Regions from separate parts of the Sus scrofa genome. Here regions 2, 3 and 4 are each linked to region 1. A link is a contact called in public Hi-C and HiChIP or PLAC-seq data. All regions are on one chromosome and are shown on one strand. Each heading gives the region's core, a stretch centred on a gene start, on an enhancer-like site or on the middle of the called end of the contact. The rest is flanking DNA. Distances are from core to core; before and after follow the strand shown. Region 1 overlaps MAML2 (mastermind-like protein 2). Region 2 overlaps MAML2 (mastermind-like protein 2). Region 3 overlaps MAML2 (mastermind-like protein 2). Region 4 overlaps MAML2 (mastermind-like protein 2).

Evidence for each region. A called contact is a pair of places that touch in the nucleus more often than the background predicts. HiChIP or PLAC-seq counts read pairs in DNA pulled down with a chosen protein or histone mark.
Region 2: an H3K27ac HiChIP or PLAC-seq map of skeletal muscle shows a contact between it and region 1. The contact joins two enhancer-like sites. A contact is called at or near these places in 2 of 2 datasets of contacts at active chromatin or transcription factors (alveolar macrophages and skeletal muscle).
Region 3: an H3K27ac HiChIP or PLAC-seq map of skeletal muscle shows a contact between it and region 1, with 3 times the contacts expected there. The contact joins two enhancer-like sites. A contact is called at or near these places in 1 of 47 Hi-C or Micro-C datasets (skeletal muscle) and 2 of 2 datasets of contacts at active chromatin or transcription factors (alveolar macrophages and skeletal muscle).
Region 4: a Hi-C map of liver shows a contact between it and region 1, with 3 times the contacts expected there. The contact joins two enhancer-like sites. A contact is called at or near these places in 2 of 47 Hi-C or Micro-C datasets (epiblast stem cells and liver) and 1 of 2 datasets of contacts at active chromatin or transcription factors (alveolar macrophages).

The regions. Positions count from the first base shown.
Region 1 is chr9:28,269,938-28,274,875 of Sscrofa11.1, forward strand. The region is part of intron 1 of MAML2 (mastermind-like protein 2); the gene reads right to left. Among named protein-coding and RNA genes, the nearest start is that of MAML2, 100 kb to the right of the region's middle. Within about 2 kb of position 2,609, at least 38 of the 83 cell types and tissues checked have an H3K27ac peak or open chromatin away from gene starts, as enhancers often do. A contact at or near this core is called in alveolar macrophages, liver and skeletal muscle, where this site is marked.
Region 2 is chr9:28,059,725-28,064,662 of Sscrofa11.1, forward strand. All of the region lies in intron 2 of MAML2 (mastermind-like protein 2), which reads right to left. Among named protein-coding and RNA genes, the nearest start is that of MTMR2, 88 kb to the left of the region's middle. Within about 2 kb of position 1,902, at least 7 of the 83 cell types and tissues checked have an H3K27ac peak or open chromatin away from gene starts, as enhancers often do. A contact at or near this core is called in skeletal muscle, where this site is marked.
Region 3 is chr9:28,077,174-28,082,111 of Sscrofa11.1, forward strand. All of the region lies in intron 2 of MAML2 (mastermind-like protein 2), which reads right to left. Among named protein-coding and RNA genes, the nearest start is that of MTMR2, 110 kb to the left of the region's middle. Within about 2 kb of position 2,743, at least 33 of the 83 cell types and tissues checked have an H3K27ac peak or open chromatin away from gene starts, as enhancers often do. A contact at or near this core is called in alveolar macrophages and skeletal muscle, where this site is marked.
Region 4 is chr9:28,126,078-28,131,015 of Sscrofa11.1, forward strand. The region is part of intron 1 of MAML2 (mastermind-like protein 2); the gene reads right to left. Among named protein-coding and RNA genes, the nearest start is that of MTMR2, 150 kb to the left of the region's middle. Within about 2 kb of position 2,529, at least 30 of the 83 cell types and tissues checked have an H3K27ac peak or open chromatin away from gene starts, as enhancers often do. A contact at or near this core is called in alveolar macrophages and liver, where this site is marked.

The DNA.
Region 1 (4,938 bases), core at 1,359-3,858:
TCAACTGCGATTACGGGAGTGTTGCTTGTTACGATCAGCTTCATAGGCATCATCATCAGTGACATCGTATGAGGAAATATTAACCAATAACTTGTTTCTTTGTTGCTATACAGCAGCGTGATTTATAATCTACATTAAAGACCAAAGCCAAACAAAAGCTAACAGTCTGTGCCTTAGAATGCTAAATCACCATTAAAACAAACCATTTGGAAAACTCGATTAGCTGTTCAATTTTATACTGTGCTTATTCTTTCCCCATGTTTTCCTTACAGCCAAAAACAAAAAAATAGAAAATTTGGTTTGTTTTTCACAGTATTAAAAAAAAAAAAAGCTGATGAACTGTCTGTGTCAGTGTTATATATTTAGTGGACTTATTATTATTTTTTGCAATGCTTTGGCACAGCTCAATTTTAAATGCTATTACCACATTATAATCTGGCAAAACCCATTGTTCCAAATAATGCCCTGATGTACAAATGAGTCTTCCTCCCAAATAAAAACTGCCAAGAGAAAGGTACTGGTATAATGTATAAAAATGAAAAGTCTCATCGACACAGAATAACTATAAATTTCACTTCAGAGGCATAAGCTATATACACACAAACTAAAAAAAAAGTTATAATTAAGATGTCTAATTCTCCTGAAATAACACTCTAATATATAATAATTCACTGTGGGCTATGTAGGCAGCCTGGATCAAACAGCATCTCCCTACACAGTGAACTAGAAACACTATTAGACTCAAATGGGTTGAAATATTTCTGCCACTGTTTTCAGAACATGAAGATAAATACTGTATGCCTGGTCACAAGATTCTGGAATCATTTTATCACCAATGCCATAAATTGGTGTGAAGTAAAGTTTTTATAAAAAGTTTTAATAAGGGTGTGTGTCTTCTATAATTTACCATGTTTTCCTTAGCTCTGCCTCAGGATAACAGTACACATGGTCTTTCCAACTTAAGGGTTGCTTTAGTAGAGACACCAACGATGAAATGAGGAGTTAACTAGCTACTAGACGATCCTTCTGAGGAGATAAATGTATGGCTTTTCTTTCCAGTATCTATTGGGAAGCCTTTTTGAAACAATGCTGATGACACTCTCATTAGCGCTAAGGGTGGGAAACACTGTCCTTTGGGGTCTGGATCTCTGTCTGACAATAAAACAGGTATTGCCCCTTAATGTTTGCTGCCTGAGTCAGAGTTCTTGGGACAGTCGTCGTTGTAAAGGTCAACATAAGAGCAAGATCCAAACCCTTCATTTCCTGCTGGGATCCCATAAACAACACCAGTACACAGAGCCAAACCAATGGGCACTTGGTTTGTTTCAGGTTAAGTTTGTGGAATTTTCTGAAGCTCTAGTTTGCTTTGTTTAATCATTTTAGAAATTATGTAGGTATCATGCTGGTTTAAAGTAGTTCATTAGGTCTATTTTTGGACATGTTTGGCTTCAGTTACAACATAGATATTTGGGTTTTGTTGTTCACTTCAGAGTGCAGCTCCTTCTGGCTTTTGGCTATGACTCCTTGGTTTATGGCCTTGCTATTGGTGCCCATATGAGTGTGATTGAGCAGAAAGCTGCAGCTCATCACCACCCTGGCCACAGAAACTTCTGTGCCCCGAAGGAGTTAGTTTGCTCTTTGTTTTGAGGAGGACTCAATAACAACGCAAGCACCAGACCAAGAGTTTTTAGGATGTATGCACTCCCCAACTTTCTATTGCTTGTTCTAAAATTATAAGACTTCACGAAGAAAAGTAGCTTACTTCATATTATATTTATGAAAAGGTATAAAAGTCTCAATGTTTTCAGTCTTCCTGAAGCTGTTTACTTGAGTACTCTGTGAAGAAAAAAAGATAGGAAAAAAAAGTTCTTAAAAATCTCCAGGGATTTTAAAAAAGCCCATTTACCCGTATTTTGCAACGGCCCTGGTTGTGAAATCATCAGGCTGAAAAATACTGGAGGAGCATTGAGGGTGGATTTTAGTGACAAGATTTCCTCAAGGCTGCAGACAAACCAAATTCATTAAAAGAAAGAAACAGAAGTGGTAGATTTCATCATAAAATGGGGAAAACATTTTCCAGCTGAATTATGGATACAGCACAGAACACAGTTGTTTCAGTTTTTAAAACCTCGGTTTCTACAGGCTGTAACAGAACATTTCAATTGGCTCACTTCATGAAAGCCATCTGCACCTGCTCACAAAACAGCTTAAAGAAAAAAATCTGCACGAAGGAGTTTAACTTATACGACAATAAGGAATAGCCTCTGGTACACACACACACAAAGGAGGAGCGGTATGAAGCAAGGGGTATCATAATTTTTTTAAACTACCAATAAATAATCATCTAAGATCAGCTTACAGCATTATTTCAGTTTTACCTGTGGCAGCTCCACTTGCCTGTTCTGGTTGTATGTTAAAAGTTAGGCGATTAAAATTCAATTATGTGGGGTTTTCTTTTATGTAGCCTAGGGTTGAATGAATTACTGGCAGGAAACTTTAGCTCATGAATTCAATCAAAAATCCTTTCATTTGTCAGAGCTGCTTCCTGCCCTTCTCCTTTAAACATCTGCTTCTCCAGTTCAGGGAGAAAACACACAAACACACACACACATATACACACACACACACTCCCTCCCTCCCTCCCTCTCCCTCTCTCTCTGTTAAAATAATAAGCAATCACCAAAACTTCCCTTGCAAAAGTTACAGATTCTCTCTTAAACACACACTTGCTCCCAGTAGAGTTTATTTAATATATCTTTAATAGCTTCCTTGTATTCCTCTCTTCCTTTCCGCTTTTAAATTCTGGAAAATCTCAAGCTGACAAAAGAAGACATTTTAAAAATGCGAACCTTCGCAGGGATAAACCCCAGCCAGCCTCCAGGCCAATGGGATGGAGGCAAAGCAGCCAGGAGGTGGGGGTGGTGGGGGGAAAGGGGCTGGCTGTCGGGAATTGCTTGCACTCCTTAAATGGCTGGCACTTCCTGCCAGAAAAGGCCAGCTCTGCACAAACAGAAATAGAGTGGAAAGAAAACAGGAGGTATTGCTCAAGTTCAAAACAATCTGCGCGTGTCCACACTACAAGCGGGACACCAGCCGCGCAGCTCTGGCCTTGCCAGAGCATCACCTGAGAAGCCCACATCCCTTTCTCAGCAGCCTTAGACTCATGTCTACCCCACGCCGCCAGGAAGGCAAACCCAGATGTTAAAATTAGGAGGAAAACTTAAAGTGCCTTCTGAACAGCCAGGCTTCTCTGAGCATGACCCAAATCCTTTAGGGGTCCCAGAGCCCTCCTTCTGCATGGATGGACTTCTCTTTGGGAAACTGACTTGGGGCAGATCTCAGTGCCTTATTCTTTCTCCTGAAAATCTTGTTCCTTCCTCTAGAGAAGTCTGAGTGAAGATTAGTTAAAACTTGGGGGCTGTACTGCCTAATGATCGAAACCCTATTAAAAGATCTTTTAAAATATTATCACTATTTTTGAGAATCTCAAATATAAATCCTAGAGGGAAAGACATCTGTTTTAAGAATCCTACCTAGAACTTACAAACATTTTAAACTGTACAAAATGATGATGCTTTAATAAGACATGGTACATAATACAACCAGCTGTTGTATCATGGAGAAGCATTAAGAATGTTTTCATATCTAAGTTATGCTCGTAATTCTAAAAGTAGATAAAGAAGCTTCCGGTTATTTTACCCTTCATATTCGTATGGATAGAAAAATTTGACCTACAATGATTAGAAATTACTGGCATCCCCAAAGCTACTACAATCAATACATTCATAATTCCTACATGTTGTAATGATTCACCCTTAAATTTTTTAAATAAATGGGTTATGCGGCTAAAGCCATTTATTGTTATGTTAATAGCAGTAATAACAAGAGCTAATATTTCTGAGCACTCGCCATGTGCCAACTGTGATACAAAGTTCTTTACATGCATAATTTATTGTAATCTCCACAACCCAGTGTAGAACTATGATTATGCACATATGAAGAAATAGCGATTTAGATCATTAATTTGCCATAGGTCAGAGAGTTAGTATGTAGCAAAGCTGCGACTTGTACCCAACAGCTGGACTGTCAGTGCATACACACACCGTTCAACCACCCATCCATCCATGCAATAAGAAACACCTATTATCTGGAAGATACAGTCAATCAAATGAGATAAGATATACCCAAAACATTTTTAAAACTGATACATCAGTTCTACCCAACTGAAACATAAGGAACAGAGTATATCTTAAAAGGTCAGATGTCAGATTAAAACACACACATACTGAATTGTAGAATCAATACATAGTACCAGAAAAAAATAAATCCAAGTCCATGAAACTGCTATCAACAAGAAATCCAATACTCCTTCGACATATAAAATCTATCATTCAAGGTATTTCTCAAAAGACCAATTTTTCATTGAATTTTCCACAGAATTTTCAAAAATAAATCCAGGGAACATTTGGGAATAGCAAGTTTCCAAAACAAAACGTGTATAGCTAGATTAGTTTGTCAGTTTTGCCATTTTCTCTTTCAGTGGAAAGTTCATTGGACAAATTAAAATTTCACCCCAGACAGGATGTGAGAATGTTTTTGCAAATCACAACTTTCGGTATATTAATGCCATGTGAAAGTTTTCTTTCCCAAACAAGAACCCACATGAAACTTGGCTATTAAACCTTAAATAAACCTTTTTTACATACCTATAAGCCTCAAATTGAAATTACCTATAAATGGATTTTCAGATTTCTTTTTAGTTTAATTCCTGGGTGTGCGGGGCAAAAGGTTACATCCTTTAAATAAACTTCTGTTTGGGGCTAAAACCATATCCTCATTTTGAGGTTTCAACTGAAATGCATCAAGTTGGTTGATTTCATTCAATATGACTTTGTATGGGTTATAAAAGCGTGGTCCAATTCAGGCTATTTAAATATT
Region 2 (4,938 bases), core at 652-3,151, 210 kb before region 1:
GTGGGAGGCAAGCGAAAAATAAACAAAACTAGACCAGAGGAAAGCTATTAGAAGCCAAATATAAGTAATTCAGATTATAAATTTTGAAATGGAATATCTAAATAAAGTAGTATGTGTTTTAGGCATGCCCATTATTTTCTTGTAACACTCTCTTTTGGAACAGTTTGCTCTGCCTAGGTCAATCAAATTCCTGTTTTTTTTAGAGTGTGGATTCTATGGAAGACAGGCAGGTTGAGTCTGTCAGTTGTTGGCTCCTGGACCTGTAAGGTCACATGGAGTAAGAGCTAGCATTCTGGTAACCCAAAGCTCTTGCAGCTGAAGTTATTGGGCAAAAGAAACTAAGATCCTCCTTGAGGGAAGAATGAAGAGAGAGGATGAGATCTCAGTGAGAAATACAGAGATGGCTACTGTAACTTTCTTTTTGCTTGAATCTTAGTATCCTCCCAACATTGGGTTCTCTAAGACTCCACTGTATCCATCCAGAAAATCTTTTATTCAAGGGAGGTTGAGGAGATTTCCATTCCCTGAAATTCAAACACTGTCTCACACACAGAGATGAGAGGGAGACAGACAAACTTGGAATCAGATGACCTGAGCTTCAGCTATGTGACTTGGGCAAAATACATAATCTTCTGGTCTGTGGGTTCCGCATCTGTGAACTAAGAATGACAATATATACTTTTTAGTGTGACTACAGGGATTAAACATGAGAAAGTCTAAAAGTGTGCCTGGCATGCAATGGGCTTTCAGAAAATGGAACATGTGAAAACAAGTAATGAATGGGTATGGTCCTTTTTTTTACTTTACCACAATGTGATATCCAACTACATGGAATTTTGAGGAAAATACAGCGATTTCTTTGAGGTGCTGCACATGCGGTTCTATTGTCAAGCAGGCAGGTGACAAAAAAATCCCTCATCTCATGAGTGGCTTAAGCCCCTAGAGTGATTTCAAACACAGATAATCACAAAAAGCTGGGTTTAAGATAATCCTGTCTACAGTATGGGGCCATCAAAACAACATGGTGTGTCTTGAGTGGACACACCAGCCCTTTCGCTTTACTCTAGAGGGCTTTATTTCCTCTCACAATTAAGATTGACTTGTCACTCTTTCATCCTGAATGTTTTTAGCACCACACTGTACAGGAATATGGTGAAAAAGAACATACAATAACCATCGACTCACAGCTCCTGGGAGTGGCCCGGTCACCACCACAATCACACGATTGGAGGGGAGGGTAGGAAAATGTCAGGTATAGAAGACAAGATGTTCAGTGTACACAACAGGATTGCAAATAGGGGTGCACGGTGACCTTAGGTAATACTAAATGATAAGCTCATGGTTAGGGAGATTAGATCTCAAAGAGTTGACGATAGCCAATATTTTGTAATAATGGTAAATGGAAAGTAACCTTTAAAAATTATATAAAATTATATAAAAAATGAATTCTTGGTTAAAAAAAAGGATTTGAAAATATGTTGAATCATACAACTATTTAAAATTGGAGATTTAATCAAGCAGTTCCATTGTGTAAAAATAACTAGCGTCAAGACGCTTACGATTAAAAAAAAAAAAAAAAACCCTGAAAATCGTTAGCTCCAAATAATGCTTACTGTCCTGAATTCTCTAGGAGGAGTAGTCTGTTTCTAACACTCAGGTGTGCTGCTGCCTGGTGAACCAAGGTGAAACATCTTCTGTGACAGTTACAAGCGCCAAAGGCTTTTCTCCCTCTAGCTTCCATTCCCCTGTTCAGAGGTCTGTAACCCTAGACACGGAGCACCATCTTAGATAAGTGAAAATGGAGTGGATAGTTTTGAACCTGATCCATCTTGGAAATCTGATCTGAGTCTGAGAACACGGCCTAGGTTGTTCCTGAGCTGTACTTGTGAGCCAATGGCCCTGGGCTCCTGCCAGGCTCACTTTCTGCCCAATCCCCAGATGCATTCTGGGATGTGTCTGCCCACAAGGAAAACTTTGGCTTGTTTTTCTTCACAGCAACGAATGCCTCAGAAAAACCTTCGGCTTTGCAGTTTCCCTGCTGCCTTTAAACCTGTAAAGCTAAAAGCCACACCCACCATAAAATAAGAATAAATGCTCCTTTCTCCTTTTAAAAATGACTGGTGGCTATGAGATCTTTGGCTAACCTTGTCCAAAAGTCCAGGTGTTCTCTTTGCCCTCTCTCTTTCATATACACACGCAGGCATGATGAGACAAACACACTTGCACACAGGGGCAAGATGGCTACAACTTTACTTGATAACTGCTTGCAAATTCAGCCTCGTTACTGAAGCATGTGTCTGTAGCTGGTTGGTGACCATGGAAAACCAATAAATACTTAAAGAGGTCCGCAATCAGGGAGCAAAGAAATGTAGATTGATACTACAAGTTCTGAGTTTTAAGGCTGCCACCAGTCATCTAGGGCAATTCCCAGAGGACATGCAAAACCGGAGAGAGCAGCAACACACAGCTGGTCAGAGGCAGCCATTCTCTGGATGTTTTCTTCTACAGGGAGTTGTATTCAAAGGCGGTTCATCCATGGAGTTTGGATGCATTACCATCTAGGACTTTTTTTCTCACTGGGCACTCAGAGCCTTGTTTCTATTTTCTTGACTGTTACTTGTTTATTTCAAGGCTCACAACCTGTCTCTTGATATTTTAACTCCCGATCCTGATAGTGACCAAATATCCCAAGACACAGTGCTGTTAACAGTGTGAAGAAGATCATTAGATATAGATTAAAATTAGTCAGGGTGGGCCAGTGACAAAATGCACTATATTAACACAGTAAAGAAAATATATGTTCCTTCTATCATAATTAGAATAATATTGCAATATGCTGGTGTTCATATTTTATCTGTAAAATTATGAAGCAGTCATGTAAATATTAGGAATTTTAATAAATATGTACCTAACATAAAAAGGAAGGAATCTGAGACAACATATTCCAAACTGAATTCTATGGAATTCTAATGTTTTGTGCATTATTAATATGTGTTCCATGCGGAAAACACACATTAGAAAATAATGAATTAGATAGGTGTTTTGTTTTGTTTTGTTTTACTGTGAGACTTAGCAACAGCTATATTATGTTGGTACATATTATGAATCTTCATTGTTTCTTATACTTCTTTGGCCACAGAGCCATGTGTACGTGTGGGGTAACAGATTTTGCATAATCCATTTGGTATATATTCTCTTTAACTCATTCTAGGAATGCTTATTTAAGTGAAAGTGTGAAATGGATTAATAAATGACAAAATCAACACACTGTGGTATATGGAATGATGGGCCAATGGGGACCTGCTGTATAGCACAGAGACCTCTACCTAGTATTCTGTGATAATCTGTGATAATCTATATGGCAAAAGAATGTGAAAGAGAATGGATGTGTGTATGACTGAATGACTTTGCTGTAGAGCAGAAATTATCGCACCATTGTACCTCAGCTACACTTCAAAAACATTTAAAAAAATAAAAAAATGACAAAATCTTGAATATATCCAATCACTCAGAACTTTCTGCATCCAAAGAACGCGCTAGGCACACAAGCCCTATCCCAAGGAATACATGTACAAGACTCATACAGAAGCTTGCTCTTACTGTAGGGCATCTGCATTTGCTGTCTTCTCTGCCTGGAATGTTTTCCCCCACAATTCACTTCCTTACTTCATCTGGGCCTCTCCTCCAGTGTTGCTGATATAGAGGTCTTCTTCATCACTTAACTAAAATAGCACCCCATCACTCTCACCTCGCTGAATTTTTTTCAAAGCACCCCAAATAATTTTATGTGTGTATTTATTAGTTTATTATCTATCTATCCTACTGGAATACAGCCTCGCCAAAGACTTTTTTTTTTTTTCGTTCAACCTTGTATTTCCAGCACTTAAAAGAGTACCTGGGATTTAATTGGTGCTCGATAAATATCTGTGGAATGAATGGATGGATGCGTGAATGAATGACTGAAAACAAGTCCAGAAGAGTACCACAGGGAGGGTAAAAATGAGGAGCTAGAGGATTTGAGATTGAGGTTGTTAAGAAAAGCTTTCTGAGGAGAAGACATTTGAGCTTGGTTTTGAAGGTGGGAAGGTTTCTGACATGGGGCAAATGAGATAAATTATCTAGGGTAAGAACAAAGCTTAATTAAAGGTCCAGAATTAGCTGGACTTGAGAAGTAGCTTTGACACAAACGTGGGAAAGAGACTGTCACAACCTCAAGGCTAGCAGCCCATCCACCACTCTCAGGAAGGAGAAACTACCAAAGCAACACTGGACTTCAACCAGGGTTCCACCTGGATCTCTGAGTCTGGCCTGTTCTCATATGTTTTCTGATTCAGCAGTTCATCCATTCATTCTGTTCCCTATTAGGTACCAGGCACACTTCAAGACTTCAAGGTGGTACAGATATAGCAGTGAGCAAAAGGCAGCTAAGTCCCTGATTTCACAGAACTTATATTCTAATGGGGAAAGAATGTAATGAACATTATAACTACAGCATATATTAGAAAGCGGGAAGTACTGAGGAAAAATGCAGGAAGGAAGGTGAGAAGTATCAGAGGAAGAGTTGCATTTTTGAAAATTTTATTGAAGGATATACATATAGAAAAAGTACAATATCATTAATGAGCCACTTGCTGAATTTTCACACACAGAACTAACCCTGTGGACCCAGCGTGCAGAACAGAAAACGGAACATTACCAGCAGCCCAGCAGACTCTTGTGCTTGTCGAGTAACCACCTCTGCTGCCAAAGGTAATCATTACCCTGACTTCAAATAACAGTGTCCAGTGTTAATTGTTTGTGTACTTTTTTACAGATGGAATTGTATATTATGCAGTTTTGTTTTGTTTTGTTTTGTTTTGTCTTCTTGCTATTTCTTGGGCCACTCCTGTGGCATATGGATTCACAGGCTAGGGGTTGAATCAGGGCTGTAGTCACCGG
Region 3 (4,938 bases), core at 1,493-3,992, 190 kb before region 1:
GCAATTCTTGTAACTAGAATGTCCCTTGAGAGCACCCTGCAAGCTATGACCTTTGGAACTGTTACAAGAGTTATTGACTGCTGGTGGATATAAGGCTTTTTAAACAAAGGCAGTTCCTTCACCCACCCAATATGGATCCTATCACCTTGCACCTGTGCTGGCAGAGCTCTTTATGGAAAAAGGTTGCCTACTGCTGCTCTTCTGGCAACTACAATTCCCAGCTTATAGCCTTCTGAGTAGGCTGATGTCAAATGCAGTGTATAGTAGTCCTGTGAGCCTGAATGTCCAGTTGAGCTTAAGAACTACCTGCTGGATGCTGCAGGCTGGTTTAGTGTCATGGTGGCTTCCTTTGGGTAACACGAGAGGTGTAACTTTTTGGGAAGGGATCTGGAACAAATGAGGTTTCTTATAGTGCCTTCTTATAGTGCCTTTTATCTGTATAAACTCAATTTCTATTTTTTTTTCCTCTCTTTTTCTAAGGCCACAACTGCAGCATATGGAAGTTCCTGGGGTAGGGGCTGAAATCATAGCTGCAGCTGCTGGCTTATGCCACAGCCACAGCAATGCTGGATCTGAGGCTGGCAACACCGGATCTTTAACCCTTTGAGTGAGGCCAGGGATTGAACCCACGTCCTCACAGAAACTATGTGGGGTTCTTAACCTGCTGAGCCACAATGGGAACTCCTAAACTCAAATTATTTTGTCCATCCATCTACCCATCCAGTCTACCAAAGATCCAGCATTTATTCAGAGTCTACAAATGTGCCAAGCATTGTGCTAGATACAAGAAATATACAAGGTCCTTTCTCTTAACTAGCCCCCATATTTTATGGAACTAAGAGATATATATTGATTATTTAGTAATAATAATAATAGTGGTCAATATTTCTTAAATACCAGATACTATGTTAAGCCCTTGACATTCATCTTCTCATTTAATCCTTAGCAAGAAAAAAGTAGATATTCTATATATTTTGCAGACAATGAAAATGAGGTACAGAGAGGTTGCCTCAAAGTTATAGCTCCAGTGTGGAGTTTGAACTCAGGCAGTCTGACCTAAACAGTACATCATTTACTGTGGTGTGCACCTTGATAATAGTTAGCTGTTATTAATATTTACTAAGCTATTTTCACATGGAAACAAATAAGGGAATCAGAAGCCCATCTCCTCTTTGCCACACCTTAGTGCCTCAGATTTAATCCGCTTCTGCCCAGTCTTTACTAAACATGGCCTTGACCACCAAAAGCTTCATACAACCATCTTCTATGAAGGCGCTCTTGGCTCCCCATCTCCTACGATGCCTGAAAGCCTGCCAATTAAAATCCGAGTTAACAAGCAACTACCCAGGAGCAATCAGGATAACCAGGGATATAGTGAAGGGCCAAAAAAAAAAAAAGCAAAAATTTACCTGGATCTCTCTGTGTATCAGACTTATTCTTTCTCCAGAGAAGGCATTAGCTACTCTCTGAGCCAACCTAACCAGCTTCCTCTCCCGGTTCTGAAGGCCTTGGCTCACAGTTGGGCAAAAGTGAGAACTGTGACATTTTCTGTCTCCAATGATTCCCTTTAGAAACCAGATTACGAGACAAAATAATGTCTTTGAAGTGACAAGCACTGTGCCTGTCACTCAATAAACCACAGCTATTATTATTCTTTCTATGTTGCCTGCAAAATGTTGAAAATTATCAGAAAGGCGGACACCTCAGTGGCTTTAGCACCTAGTATATCCTTTTTAATCATAATCTCCGTATGTCTGTCAGGAACATTCGTTAGGTACGCACTGGGTGGGCTGCGGGGTAGCAGAGGCAATAAAGAGATCCTTCAGGTCCTTCGGGATGCTTCTGACACACTTAGGAACACAGGCTGGGAAATCTAAAGGTGCCTCACAAACCCTTACCAAGAGCACCTGCCACGTAGCAATTTCCAGCTTTCCTAGTCTCCTCCAGGAAGGGGGCTGACTGGTCTGCAGAGGAAGCTTGCTATTATTAATACTGACTAAGCTGTTTCCACGTAGAGATAAATAAGGGAATCAGAAGTCAATCTCCCCTTGGACACACCCCATCACCTCAGATTTAACTACTCCACTCTGCTTCTCCAGACTTCCCTAAACATGGCCTTGACCGGCAGCCAACCCAGCTCAGTCCTAAACCTTTGGTCAGGAGGAGAAACCATAATGCTGGACTGTGATACTTTTCTGTTCACCAGAGTGGATTTAACTACTCCACTCTGCTTCTCCAGACTTCCCTAAACATGGCCTTGACCAGCAGCCAACCCAGCTCAGTCCCAAACCTTTGGTCAGGAGGAAAACCCATAATGCTGGACCGTGACTCCTTTCTGTTCACCAAGGACTGTCCGCGTCTGGCCTGTCTGGATCTCGGGACCCAGGCCAGTTTCCTACTCTGGGATTTCCTTCGACTCCTAAAAGAACAAAGAAATTCTCCCTGTATTCCACTTCCAGAGAGGCTCAGGTCTCTCTGAAGATTCAGGACCTAGCCTAGATTTTGAAATCTTGAGCTCTTGTGCTTCTTTGACCAGGATGAGTCCCAGAGCCAAAAATAATGCGGGACAAAAGATCTCAGGAAAAGGCCCACGTTGGGTCATGGGCTTGTCTGGCCTGGAAGTCCGGGCTGAGGCTTAGGGGCTGGTCTGTCGGAGACGTGGACATCAAAGGACGGACAAACCCGAACCCCACTCAGTTCATTCAGCAAACATTTACCAAGCAGGTACTGTGCTATACCCCGTGGGCGGCAAGTTGACAAAGACAAGGTGCCTTCCCTTGAGGAATTCAGAGTCATTTATGGTTCATGTAACATCAAACACAGCCATCAGTTTCTCAGAAAAAAACAAAAACAAGAACAAAACCCCACCACATTGATTCTCAAACTCTCGCAGTAGAAATGCTCAGTTTCCTCTAGCCCAGAGTTCTAAAATGTCTGACTCAATGAAGAAAAATGCCATCAACTGCCACCAGAGCCTCCCCAAATGAGAATTCTGTAGCAGAGTGATCCTGATTATCTCAGAAATCCCAGGCAGAAATGGAAGCAATATAAATAAACATAAAAGAAAATAGAGGTGCTGTAACACAACTATAAATTGCTTTTCTCCCCGACTTTCTTCCAATCATCCAGGGCAAAAGAGGGAAGTTGGTCTCTGTGGCAGAGAATAGACCAGCAGCTGTTCTATATCCTGCCAAGAGGAGAGAGACTTCTTATAAATAATAGCCAACAATATGTCCTCTGGGACCAGAGATTCAGCCAGTTGGAGGGGGGGAGGGCGGAGGGGAGAGGGAGGGTTAATGGGATGGGGGGTGACCGACACAGCAGAGGGCGAATTAGGAGAAACCCTATCAAATTTTCCTGTGTACTTATGTTTCTATTACCTCATTAGGGTGATTACATAATGCCACTCCATTTATAAACTGCAAGGGAAGTAAGGGCAGCATCCTCATTAGCAGAGGCTGATGCGAGACATTAACATACCAGGCAGTCATGTGGGCAAACAATGAAGATGTTCGCAGAACATCTTTTCTTTCTCTCTTCATCGCTTTGGTATTTTGTCTGCTCCTTCCCTCCCTTTAGCCATATATGTGGATCTGTGGCTCAGACCTGAAGCCGACCACGTGGGCGCCCTCGTATTGAGAGCGCTTCATGTGAGAGAGGTATGGCATCGCTTTTACTGCTTTATGCTCTATTAGGAGGGAGAAAAAAGAACCATCTTAGAGCCATGTAGGGGTCTCTCCTTGAAAACTCCACAGAGGGCTTCCAGCCAGATGCAGACTGAAGTTCGGAAATGTCTTACTTCCTAGGAGCTTTTTCCACTTTTCCTGGACTCTGACTTGTCCTGATTCGAAGTTATAGCTCTAGATGGGGATATTTTGAGGGGCTGCTGTTTCTGGATATAGTACTAATTTGCATCTCAATTTTAAAAAGAGCTCACTCGGACAGTAAAATTCACTAAGTAATATTTAATAAAAGAGGACACTGAGTCCCTAAAAGGTGAAACAACTGGCTCAGATAATCAGAGGAGGAGCCCAGGCTGGAAGCCAGCATCAACAGGAGTTCCACAGAAAGGGACTGTAATTTACAATTTCTAAGAGAGGTTGGATTGAGTGTCTGCTTTACCATGGACTCATCTAATGAGGGGATGGTGTGGGCCACGAGGGGGTGTTAGGTAGAGACTGATCTTTTCACGGTCCCTTGGAGGAAGAATTAGCTGTTTAGCTTATATTTATGTCTTATATGTGGTTTTAATTTGATATACCACCTTTTATTCTTACATAACACTATTTCATCTCTCTCTCTCTTTTCCTTTTCTCTTATATTATCTCTGGCTTTAATTTCGGGCACTCCCAAATGCATTATTGCAAAGTTATCCTTTTTCTGAAGGTGAGCACTTATTTCACGTTTGTTCTTATGATTGGAAAACTAGGTGAAAAGTCCAGGGGATCTAGCACTGTGCAAGAACAGGAAGGGGTATCTATATTCAGATTAGGAAGAAAATAAATGGAAACATTTGGACTGCAAACAATAAATCAGGGACATTGGGCACTTTACCTGGGGCTTGGGAAATACTATTGACTTAAATTAGCAATCTTTCTCTTCATTAAGGTATACTGTTCCATTTGTTTTCTCTTCACATTGTTTTTGGTTACAGTATCTTAACTATCCAGCAGATGGCATCTGCTTCAAAACGCTCATAAATTCCATTTACATTTCAAGACAAACAGGATACTAATACACTGAAGTCTTAATCGACTTCTACATTTAATACCTAGAAAAGGCTGCTAGAAACATACTTAAGGATACACAATTAATTCCCTCTGGGGAGGTAAGAGTCATTGTTTTTTCTTGCCAAGCCCATGGCAGCATCATGGATACTAGGAAAACCTCAGTCATTTGAAAGGAAACATAATCAGAATTAAACCCAGAAGCTCTCTT
Region 4 (4,938 bases), core at 1,279-3,778, 140 kb before region 1:
GCTCCCAGGACAGACCTTCCAGGGGGCTGAGGAAGGTGGGATGGAGGAGAGCCAAGGTGTAAGGGCAGTGTATATCCTGAAGGCCAGAGGGGCCAAACAACTTCCAGAAAGCAGTTACTACCACTGAAAGGGTAGAGGAAAGGCTCTCCAAAACAAATTTCTCAGCCAGGCCTGACTTACATATTAGGCTGGGGCGGCCAGTGCCCAGGGCCCACAAGAGTCTTAGGGGCCCATGAAAATGTTGCAATTTGAGATGGAAGAAAAACTGAACTTTAAGATTGAGGAGATGTTTTAATATATAACATATATTATATATTAATAAATGTATGTATGATATATATTATATATTATCATTATATATTATAATATCTATAATATTTATCTTTTTTTTTCTTTTTAGGGCTGCGCCCACAGCATACACAAGTTTCCGGGCTAGGGGCTGAATCGGAGCTGCAGCTGCTGGCCTATACCACAGCCACAGCCGCACCAGATCTGTGCCACATCTGCAGCCTACACCACAACTCACAGCAATGCCAGATCCTTAACCCACTGAGCAGGGCCAGGGACTGAACCTGCATCCTTATGGATACTCATTGGGTTCTTTACCACTGAGCCACAACGGGAACTCCCATGGTATTTATCCTGACGTGCATGGTCATAAAGCCGAATTTTTAAAATTCTATAAGGAAGAAGGGACTTTCAAAAGCAAAAGTGCCTAGGAGTTCCCTAGTGGCTCAGTGGATTAAGGATCCAGGGTTGTCACTGCTGTGACACAAGTTTAAACACTGTCTGGGGAACTTCCGGATGCCAAAGGTGTGGCCGAAAAAGAGGAAAAAAAGGAAGAGTGCCTAAGGCCCACCAAAAGCTCTCACCTCAGAACTAAGATGTATGGAATGCTTTTTGTTTGTTTGTTTTTGTTTTTTAGATGGCCGCACACACAGCAAGTGGAAGTTCCAGGGGTAGGGATCAAATGGACGCCTCTGAGCAAGCCGAACTGCTGCAGTCAGATTCCTAACACTGTGCCACAGGGGGAACTCCTTGAATGCTTATTTTAAGACAAGTGCTCTTAAAACAATAGTTGTGTACAGTCCCACTTAATCTTGTCACAACTCTCTGAACATGTATTCTGATCCTCATTTTCTAAGGGAAGAAACAGCAGCTCCTAACATTCAGATTACATAGTGAAGGATACAGAGGCAGGCTGCCAACCCTGGTCTGTCTGGTTCCAAAGTCCTCTTAATCACTAACCACACTGCTTGCTTTCAATTTGCCACATGCCTACACTGTCCTTGACACAGTGGACACGGAGAGCCAAGACAAAAGCAGAGCAGAATGAGGATGTACGGCAGGCACAGGGCGAGGTTAACAGCATTCGGGTCTCATAGGGATGGATGGTGTGGAGACAGTGATGATGTCATTGGTTGGAAGTTGACGGTGAAAGCTCAGGGCATCACCCTCGAAGCTCCAGTATAAGAAAGGAAAGAAGAGTTCCCCGGTGGCTCAGCAGGTTAAGGATCCAATGTTGTCACTGCTGTGGCTCTGGTTACTGCTGTGGTATGGATTCAATCCCTGGTCTGGGAATTTCTGTGTGCCTTGGGGGTGGCCAAAAACAAAATAAGATTTAAAAAAAAAAAAGAAAGGGAGGGGACAAAGGGTCACTTGGTCAGTCAAAAAGATTCACAGAGGGATTCCGGTTGGGGCTCAGCAGTAACAAACCCAACTAGTATCCAAGAGGACTAGGTTCGACCGGGACCTTGCTCAGTGGTTTAAGGATCCGGTGTTCCTGTGAGCTGCGGTGTTGGTTGCAGACATGGTTCAGATCTCGTGTTGCTGTGGCTGTGGCATAGGCTGGCAGCTGCAGCTCCGATTCGACCCCTGGCCTGGGAACCTCCATATGCTGCAGGTATGGCCCTAAAAAAATGAGGAAAAAAAAAAGATTCACTGAGTATGCAGAGAGGATTCTGAACTATACCTTATCCAAAGATCCCTGGCAGGAGAGAAAATATGGAAACAGCTAAGCCAGTGGGAAAACATAAGGGCTTCAAATGAGTGCTACTTCTCAATAGTTACACTTTTCCCATCACCTGGCTGGACTGAGAAGCACTTTTTGTTTTGTTCAACAAACCTGCACCCCCAATTATCACATTTAATCTGTGAGATTATGCATCTAACATCCCCTTCTCTAGCCGTCCAAGGAAAAGACTTCTTTGGGGAAAGATTTCAGCACAGCAAGTCTAGCCTGGTTTGCAAATGACACAGGAATCGCTATACTTTCCTTCGCTGAGATCCAGCAGACTGCTTCTTTTCCCTCTCGGCCTTGTTCTGACTCTGCTATTTGAACACCTCGACTCTATGCGAGCGAGGCCTGCAGTCTCCACTGGGGGAAGGCGTAGGCCTGAGCAGGACCCAGACACAGTGGCCTGCCCGCCCCAAGGGCCACGGATGGAGGTGCCAAGAAACCTATGGACAAGGAAAAGCTGACACACAGTGGCATCGGGGCTGGAGTCCCCTGGTAAACTCTCCTTTTTAAACAGCTGTGCTGTCCTCTTCCAAAGGACTCGAAACATAAACTTCCTGGAGGGATCTGAGAACACCATTATTGCACAATCCACTGCTTTCTGTTTCTTTCCCTGCCCCCAACCCTTTGCACAAAATAAATGCATTCTTTGTCTCCAGTGCTGCCCTAGAAACAGGGAATATGCCACACAAAGGTAACAATTCACTCCATAGGTCACATTTTTTCTCCCTCAAGATTTCTGTCTTTCTCAATAAGACATAAACATGGGAACCAAATTTACCACTGCTTAGATGCTCAAAAGATCATCTATAAACTTTCCGCAGGCCACTTTACTCATGGATGATTAGAGAAACGGTTGAGGATAGATAAAATGAGAAAAAGATCAACACCCCCCCAATCATTTATGACTCTTGATTTGATTCTTGAAGTGAAATGTCTGAGATCCTGAAACAGTAAATCCAGGTTCATCACAGTACTTGAAGGTAAGAATAATCCTTTCCCGGCTCTCCTGCCCCCAAACAAATGAGGTGGGGTTTTATGGCTTTCACTGAAGATATCAAAAAGCTCCTACTTCGTATTTGGCCTTTGCAGAGTTCTGAGCTTCTCTGTATTGCTTCCCTGTATTGCAAAGTATTGTTGTTTTCTGTCCATATAGCAATTAGATTTGCCCAACTAGATTTTTAAGCCCTTTGAACATGGGCTCTGCATCTTATACTTGACTAGTTCCTTTCAGTACTTGCCACAATGCTGGGCGTATTCTAGATGTTCAAATAGTAGCTGGCTAGATGATCTCAGTCCTTGGGAAGCTGGACCCTTCTAACTACTGAGCAGAAAAACAATGGTCAGGAGAAGGCTGTGGCAAATATTTTCATATCCAATTCACAAGTAATTTAATGGTTCCACTAGAGTGATCACTTTCTTCTGACCCCTGAAGCCAAGGAACGAGAAGCCCTGCAAACCGGAACCACGTTGCCATCCTCATAAACCAAGTGTGAAGGCGTATGCCAAGCTCTGTGATGGACTCCAGGTGGTGCTGAGCCTCCTGAAGGGCTGCCAAAGCCAGGATGCGATACTAAGCCCCTCCTGACTCCATGCCCTAGGTGAATGAAGCCACTGCAGCTGTGAGGAAGTTGGGTATACTTCCTATAGGATTTCTCAGAAACTTCCACGTTTACTCCTTCAGAATAATGTACTGTGTGTGTGTGTGTGTGTGTGTGTGTGAGAGAGAGAGAGAGAGAGAGAGAGAGAGAAGGTGTCAGGGAAGGCTTATTAGATCTATCTGGAAAAGTTCTTCCATAATTTTGTTCCATAATGTCTGGACTCTGAGAAATGTGACGATTTAGGACCACAAAAAAGTTTTTTTTTTTTTTTAATGAAACCAAAGATGAAGTTTTAGATAGAAGCAAGATCACCACAAATTCAGGATCTTTGTAAAGAAAACAAAGGCAACACACTGTCCTCCTAAAGACATTAAATGCCAAAAGGTCTCACATTCAAAACTTCTTGAATGCTTCCCTGCCCCCTGCTTGCTGTCACGGCTGCCTGTGGAAGAGGAACTGGATGAGCTGGACTTTGCCTTGGAAACACACTCCTCATTACAGGCCTGAGGGAGGGCATTTCATGGCAGCCTTTTCTCAGTTTACACATATCTACTCCTTCCTGTTGAAGAACCTTCTGAGTTTATCATCAACTAGCAAAACATTCAGTGAGGGAAAAGGGACGAGAACCCGAGCCACAACCTCTAAGAGGTAGTCGCCATGTTTTATTTATTTATTTATTTATTTTATTTTATTTATTTTGCTTTTTAGGGCTGCAGGTGCAGCATATGGAAGTTCCCAGGCTAGGGGCTGAATCGGGAGCTGATAGCTGCCAGTCTACACCACAGCCACAGCAACGCCTCTTTTGCAAACCTACACCACAGCTCATGGCAATACGGGATTGGTAATCCTCGCTAATCCACTGAGCGAGGCCAGCAATCAAACCTGCATCCTTATGGATACTAGTCGAGTTCGTTTCCACTGAACCATAAGGGGAACTCTGTCATGTTTTATTTTAATTGAAGTGTAGTTGGTTTACAATGTTGTGTTAGTTTCAGGTGTACAGCAAAGTGACTCAGTTATACACACATGCGCGCGCGCGCGCACACACACACACACACACTATTCTCTGGATTCTTTTCCATTAAGGGTTATTACAAGATATTGAGTAGAGTTCCCTGTGCTATAAGTAGGTCCTTGTTGTTGATCTGTTTTATGTATAGTAGTGTGTATCTGCTGGTCCCAAACTCCTAATTTATCCCTCCCTCCTTTCTCTTCTGGTAACCACAAGTTTGTTTTCTATGCCTGTGAATCTATTTTGTAAATAAGTTCATTTGTATGTTTTTTTATATTCCACATATAAGTGATCTCATATAATATTTT